Regions from separate parts of the Anser cygnoides genome. Here region 1 is linked to region 2. A link is a contact called in public Hi-C data. All regions are on one chromosome and are shown on one strand. Each heading gives the region's core, a stretch centred on a gene start, on an enhancer-like site or on the middle of the called end of the contact. The rest is flanking DNA. Distances are from core to core; before and after follow the strand shown. Region 1 overlaps XDH (xanthine dehydrogenase). Region 2 holds the start of EHD3 (EH domain containing 3).

Region 1 (3,778 bases), core at 80-2,579, 58 kb after region 2:
GTAACTGGAGAATACCCTGTAGTCTTTATATCTGCCCAATACTACTACTAATAAAAAGGTATTTCACTACAAAATTTTGTGCCTATTGCATAGTTAACTGTGGGTCAAACTTTCATAATGTTCTTAAAATGCATCTCTGGATAGCCAATTTAAGTTTAAAATATTCTGTTTGTAAATGTACAAGCTGGAGTTGGATAATGGTTCATCTAGAAAAGCCTGAGGGTAATGTGATCACACTAACATGGTGAAATTAGTGACACTATTTCACTTACCTGTCCTATATCTATGGCTGGGTTGAGACTGGTGCCAACATCCATTACAATGTCTGTGCGAATGTTCTAAAAGACAGAAATAAAGAATAAATCAGCACAGACATTGAAACTTGTACACAATGGTTTTATATGAGGAGGCACAATATATCCACCACTATCCATACTTGGCCACTGGTCAACAATCTATGTCAAGCTCAATTCTTCATACTATCTTTTAAAGGGAGTTCATCTCTAAAGTAAAACAAAGGAACTCACTGAAGTTTTCCCTGGAGATTCATCAGACCCAATCTGCATTAATCAAAACTGCCAGTGTCAGTGCTCTGTACCTAAGCATAGCCAATTAGGCCAAATGCTAATGAATCGTCTTCTCTCCCTCTCCCCCCCCCCCCCCCCCCCCCCCCCCTCTTTCTCGTGAGCACACTTCTCCCTCTTTCATCCTTAAAAGATTCCAGTGTTAGTTTTAATGATTAACTCAGTTCTGGTATGTTGCTGTTCCTTTGTGCTAACACAGTGCTGATATCTCTTACATAAGCAAATCCAATAACTTTTGCAATCATTCATTAAGCCTCCTAATATCCCCGCAGGTCAGACAATTCTCAATTTATTATACTTTATGGACTGTTGCACTGTGGAACACAGGAGTTAAGAAATTCAGTGAAGGTCACACTGGACCAATGACTGAGCTAGGAACAGGCTGACACCCACTATTTGTTCTAACTCCCTGTGAACATTTCTTATAACTAAACAAAAAAAGGCTATTTCACTGATGATCCCCTCACCTTGTGGTCACCTGTCAGGCAATCTATTTCAACCTCGGAGCAAGCAACGCCGTAACTGAAGTAGCAGAATGGCTTCCCTTCATTCTTTTCAAAATCGTAGCCAAGATCAGGAATTCTTGACACAAAGAAAAACAAAACCACATTTCATTCCACAACTTAAAATCTTTATTCACTTGTGTTTTACCTCCTCCATCAAACCCATGCAGAAATGAAAAGCATAAACAACTACAAATAGAAATCTCCTAAAGCTACCCTGTATTCCCAAACCTTATTGAAACTATTTTAGCTATTTTCCAGTGAATCTCAGATCTTATGGTGAGTATTATGGACTCATTGCCATAAATCCAGTAGCAAATCCTTTGCTTTTTGAATGTAGTTGAACATTTCTTGGAGGTCATTTGCAATGATTCTAGGCAGCAAAGGGCATACAGCCCTTGGTTAGAGCAGTGACAGGGGGATTAGGGCTGTAAATCCTCCCAGAATCTCCTTGGATGCAACTAAGAACTGTGCCTCTGTAGTGTGAATATTCACTCACCTATAAAACCCCGTGGCTGACAGGCTAACACAGTTCTGATAGGCGGTTTTAATCTGCCAAAGTGAATAAGAAATTGAAAACAATCATTGTCCAACCAGTGCCTGGAAAAACAGCTACCCCAAATACATTATTCCCAAATACATTGCAAGGAGAGCATGAACAGGTGTCCAATGACAGACAGCTGTGACACTACCCAGCACCAACATTGCCAAGGGAAACATCATCTTGCTTCCCCAGATAGCCTTGTCAGCAGCTACCAAGGTATAGTGGTAGAGGTGTAAGACTTACTCATTTATTTGTCTCTCAGCAAGATTAGTCTTTCAAGCTCAGAGACAAAGGTTAAGCTATCAGTCTCCTTGACTTCACTGAGGCCAGGAGAAATCCTGTCCTGACATCCAAATTACAAAATCGAAGCTCCTCCTTTGAAGAGGAGCTTCTATTGAAATTAAAAAAAAACAAAAAAAACTTTAAAGTTCACAATTGAAAATAGTTTTAGAGTGTTACAGCACACCAATCTCTTATTATTGACGTTATAGAGTTATTTAGGTTATAAGTTATTTATAGGTGTTATAGGTATATTTTATAGGTTATTTATAATTATCTAAATCACAGCCAAGAAGCACTATAGGAGGTGGCGGGTAACTCAGCAAAGTCATCTTTGTCACAGAATCCCTTCATTACAAATTAGGTTTCTTTCTGTCTGGGACTGGAGCTTGACTACATAGATATATGTAACCGCTCAAAACTTATTTGGTAAAGTTTGTCATAGGCAGGCCCCAGGATCTGGGGAAATCTCCATATTAAAGTCACAACTGATGTTTTGGGAATGAACCCTTGCTGGCTTTGGTTACTTCCCTTGCCAGGTTTCTGCTTTGCTGTCCTTTCTCAAATCTTTGCTAGTGAGATGCAGACCTGGAAGATAACTTATAAACAGGGTTTGCCAATGCAAACAATCTGTGACAATGCCCACCTGTCTCATGACATATACAGACAGCTTACCCAATCTTCCCAGGATCCTTTCGGATTAGACTGTTTGATTGGATCAAGTCTTTTTAAGATGGTCTGACATGCATTCTAAAAACAAATAACAAAAAGCAGTATTAGAAGATTTGAAAAGTCAGCCTATAGTATTAAGAGAGTAATACTAGTCTCAAAGAACCTTCTGTTTAAATCAATATTGCCTCCAGGACTTTGGCATATCATAAAACAGATCAAAGTTCACTAATAGAAGGCTCGCTGCGTAGGAGAAATGTTGACTGAATAGGATTTTAAAACAGATTGTCTCTGCTGATAGCAGAAGAGAATCCCAAATACAGCACAGAACTTGCCAGACCATGGCACACAACACCAAAGTCCATTTTTTTATGCAGTAACTTTACCTGCACCAAGTCACAGTGGGACACATTGCCATATGCAGCAAGATGATCCAATAACACCGAAAAAATATTCTTGCCAAAATTCAACTTATTGAATCAAGCTGTGCAGAGCCCAACCTACTGAATCAAGCCATGAGTATTTAGAAATTTTTTACTTTTGAGATTATCCATCCCCTTTTCTTCAGACATGAGACTGACCAAGACTAAATTCCTCTTTTCAATGGAAGAGTCACATACCCTGCAAGCAGATGCACTGGTAGCTCTACACCATGTCAGAGACGATCATAACCATGCCATTGCCACAGAAGGCTATTTGCTCTAAGTGTTTAACACTTAGAGGTATTTGGTTCTGGAGCACAGCCCACAAACAAGCTGCAAGTAGTATCTGCAGTGTAATATATTGTTATAGATAAGGTCTCATTAATTACTAACAAGCTAGCCATTTAAACAGATGCTTTGTTCTGTTCATTTTGAGTAATCACAGAAACAATATTTTATGACTACAAAAAGCCTGAGAGTAAATAAAAATAGAAAAAAATAGTCATTCATTATCTAACACCCCCTGTAGCTATAGCAGAAATTATGAGGTATCCTTTGCCTGCTAGTCCCTTTTGAAGGTTATATTTTCCTTAAGCTATAGATAAATATGTATCAACTTTTCATCTTCTGGAGTCCCAGCTCATGACCCAACTGTTTAAATAACTTGGTTTCAGTACATGGACAGCCATTCCGTTGATGTCTGCACTGACAGATGCAGCTGTTGGGGAGGTATTTGGGACAGTATTTGTGCTCGTCTCACTGATGTAAATTTTGGAG
Region 2 (3,458 bases), core at 50-2,549:
CCTGTTTGCAGGCACAAGGGACCATGTGCACCTTGGTGTTCCCCTGTGAAAATCAACCACTTTTACTGAAAAGCTGCATCTCATCTCCTGCAAGAGCTGAATTCCTCCAAGCCTGAAATCGTGCTGGACACAAATGGCTGGGAAAGGGCAGGCACCCCTGACATGGTGGAGCCTCTTCCAGAACTGCCTATTGCCACATTTCTTGGACTCAATGGAGAAACTCAAGTGAAAAAGCTGCTTGGAGATATTTCAGGAAACATTCCTAACTTGCAATGCTTTGTCCCAAAAGATCAGCTGCTGTTAAGAAAGCATGGCAGTGTGGCATTGCAGATGGGCAGTCCTGGGGACAGGCCCAGCCACAGACGAGTGCTGCAGAACTCATGAAGGCCCACGTGCTGCAGCATTTGGTCTTCAGCTCTCCTGTCACCCTAATTTCTGAAGGAATAAAAGAACATAGACAGCGACTACTTTGTCTCTCTTACCTAAGTAAATAGTGAGTTATCCCAGGTACAGACTGCCTTGGCGCCAGGGGAGGTTTAGGTTGGATATTAGGAAGAACTTCTTTACTGAAAGGGTTGTTAGGCATTGGTATGGGCTGCCCAGGGAAGTGGTTGAGTCACCATCCCTGGAGGTCTTTAAAAGACGTTTAGATGTAGAGCTTAGTGATATGGTTTAGTGTAGGACTTGTTAGTGTTAGGACAGAGGTTGGACTAGGTGACCTTGGAGGTCTCTTCCAACTTAGATGATTCTGTGATTCTGTGATTCAAGACAACCTTGAATTAACAACCTGTGACAAGTGGCAACAGCACTGCATTGGTTATCCGAGGGCAGCCACCCTGTTGGACACCAGCTCTGCAAAGTCCAGCTCAGATAACAGTCACTGAACACGACTTGCTGATGGGCAGCCTGAGCAAGTTTTGTGCTTCAGGACCAAGCCACGCACTGAGGCAGCTGCCGTGGTGTAGCACTGCATGCCACTGGGGCCCCAACTCCAGTCACTGGCTTCGGGGGAGGTAGAGGCACAGTTTAGCGTGGCCGCGCTCAGAAATAGTGGCTCCCCTGTCAAGTTTGTCCACTCAGGAGTTTGTTTTAACGTGCGAGACACGAGGGGATAAAATGGCGGACGGGCAGCAGCGCCCTGCTGCGCGGGGCCGCCGCCAGGGGGCGCTGTGCCCGGCGGGGCGCTCCCAGCCCTCCTTCCTTCGCCTCAACATGGCGCCGCCCAGCGCGGCTTCACCCGCCGGGGAACACGGGCGGCGCTTTGCCAGGAGTGGCCGACTTCCGCCGCCGGCCCATTTCCTGGAGGGCACCCCTTAAACGCCGCCCGCCGCGCTCGGCTCCCCTCACAGGGCGCTGCCGCCGCCATCATCGCTCTCCCCTCCCGCCCCGTCCCCGCGGCATGCCCGCGCCGGCAGCCGGCGGCGCACGGGTGAAGCGGCGTCCTCCGGCACGGTTTAGCTGAAACCGCCGGTAACGGTCGCGGGCGGCGGTTGGAGCGGAGCGAGGCTGCCCGAGGGAGTATGCGGGGGTAACGCCTGCCCGCAGCCCGTCGCACCGCCCCCTGCCCGGCCCGGCCCGGCCCCGGCTGTCGCTGCGGAGCTGGCTTCGGGCGGCCCCAAGATGTTCAGCTGGCTGGGCACCGACGACCGCCGCAGGAAGGACCCCGAGGTGTTCCAGACGGTCAGCGAGGGCCTGAAGAAGCTCTACAAGACCAAGCTGCTGCCCCTGGAGGAGCACTACAAGTTCCACGAGTTCCACTCGCCGGCCCTGGAGGATGCCGACTTCGACAACAAGCCCATGGTGCTGCTGGTGGGGCAGTACTCCACGGGGAAGACCACCTTCATCAGGTAACGCGGGGCCACCGCCTCCCCTCGGGCCGGGAGGGGCTCCCTGGGCGTGCCCGACCCCTCGGCACCCGCCTGGATGGCAGGGGAGCGCCTCCTACCAGGGGTGGTCTTCTCTACCTGTGTTACCACTCTTCTGCACCCCTCCTCCATGTCCTCGGTACCATTGAACAGCTTTCGGTTGGGAGGCTGTCCCTGCAGGTACCTCAGCAGGCCTGCTTCAGGAGGACAGGGTGGGTGAGGTGTCTGGTAAAACGTCAACGTAGCAAAAAGTAGCCCAGGGCAGGGTTGAGGCAGGGCATTACTGTGGAGAAATGAGTCATTTCAGGCCCTCTTGCCCATTCAAAGTGCAAAGGCCGTGGAAAGCCCCAAACAGGGGAACCCCTGTGACTGCTCAGGTCAGGGTATCCCCCTGTGGCCAGTTTTTCCGACTTCCCCACTGCCCAAGCGCTGTGGCAACCACTGACCTAGGAAAATTTGAAGTGGGTTCTCAGATTTGTAATGGCCTGTGTCTCATCGTTTTGTCTCTTTCTGTACTGTGCCCAGAGGCAACACTGGGAACCTAGCTGGAGAAGCACATGTGCTCGGGCATGTGCCTGTGTAAGAAAGACCTGTGTCCTGACGTGCTGTGATAGTGGGAACAGCAAGTTTGTTCTGAACTGTAAAGCAGAGCAGTTGCCAGCAGCAGATTTGATATGAAGCTATAAAAGAGAGGGTTAAATTTTTCCAGCTGGACTTTGTTGCTGGGATCTCTGTTCAGACAGTTCTAGTTCAGCTTGCAGCAGCCTTTCTCTTGGGATCATAGCTGAAGCTGTGCTGTCTGCATTTCCTACGTGATTCATGGGCTTAGTGTTAAATTCCAGCATTACTCTGGTGTGGCTGTGTTGAAATCTGCAGAATTACCCCAGTGTAAATCTGGACAGAGGCCACAAGCAGCCAGTCCCATTGTTCTACCGGCACTTCTCGTTGAAGGAAGGAGCTCTAGAGAGAAGTGAATCAAAATGACAATGCCTCTCCAAAAGTGACCTTGAGAAATGGCAGGGTGTTTTTGTGTAATATTCCTGTTACTTATTGCACCACTCAGGAGCCAAGAAAAGAATGCATTTCTACTACATTGTCAGACACGCAGATGACAAATGAAATTTAGCAATGGAAAGGCCTTTCTTGTGTTAGCAGCTCAGGTGTATGATGAAGGAATGTGAATGACCCTCAGAAGCATTTGGCATGTGGTTGGAAAGGGAGTTGCTCTTCTGAAAATGAAAAACTGTCTTGTATAGCATAACAGGGTGGAACCAGACAAAAACTTTGTTCTATGACTTGATACCGAACCTATGTGAAAGGCTCTTTCTGCCTTTTCTAGTTAGTGATGTTTCAGAGCAGAAATTTCCCTGAATGTGAGGAGGTTGCTGGCTGTATAACTAGAGCATCCTTCTAAATCCTTTTCTGGATTGCCAGCATCAGCTTTTCCCTGCAGTCTCACCTGCATACTGTTGTTAGCAGTCTTCCTGCCTTTGCCCCCTTCTGTTCATTTTTCTGTAAGCCTGAGCTTGTTTTGGAGCTTTCTTCAGAAGTCTGGCTGCTTAAATTATGTTCCAGGCAAAAGGAGAAGCTGAG

The links. A called contact is a pair of places that touch in the nucleus more often than the background predicts.
Region 1: a Hi-C map of liver shows a contact between it and region 2, with 3 times the contacts expected there. The contact joins the enhancer-like site here to the promoter of EHD3 in region 2. A contact is called at or near these places in 4 of 7 Hi-C or Micro-C datasets (granulosa cells and liver).

What each region holds. Positions count from the first base shown.
Region 1 is chr3:18,983,987-18,987,764 of Taihu_goose_T2T_genome, forward strand. XDH (xanthine dehydrogenase) reads right to left here. Exons shown (of 38, transcript XM_048078421.2): 31 at 3,679-3,778; 32 at 2,586-2,660; 33 at 1,587-1,639; 34 at 1,052-1,166; 35 at 273-338. Among named protein-coding and RNA genes, the nearest start is that of XDH, 40 kb to the right of the region's middle. Within about 2 kb of position 1,330, at least 2 of the 3 cell types and tissues checked have open chromatin away from gene starts, as enhancers often do. A contact at or near this core is called in liver, where this site is marked.
Region 2 is chr3:18,925,987-18,929,444 of Taihu_goose_T2T_genome, forward strand. It overlaps EHD3 (EH domain containing 3), which reads left to right and starts at 1,300. Exons shown (of 6, transcript XM_013174064.3): 1 at 1,300-1,847. The coding sequence starts at 1,621.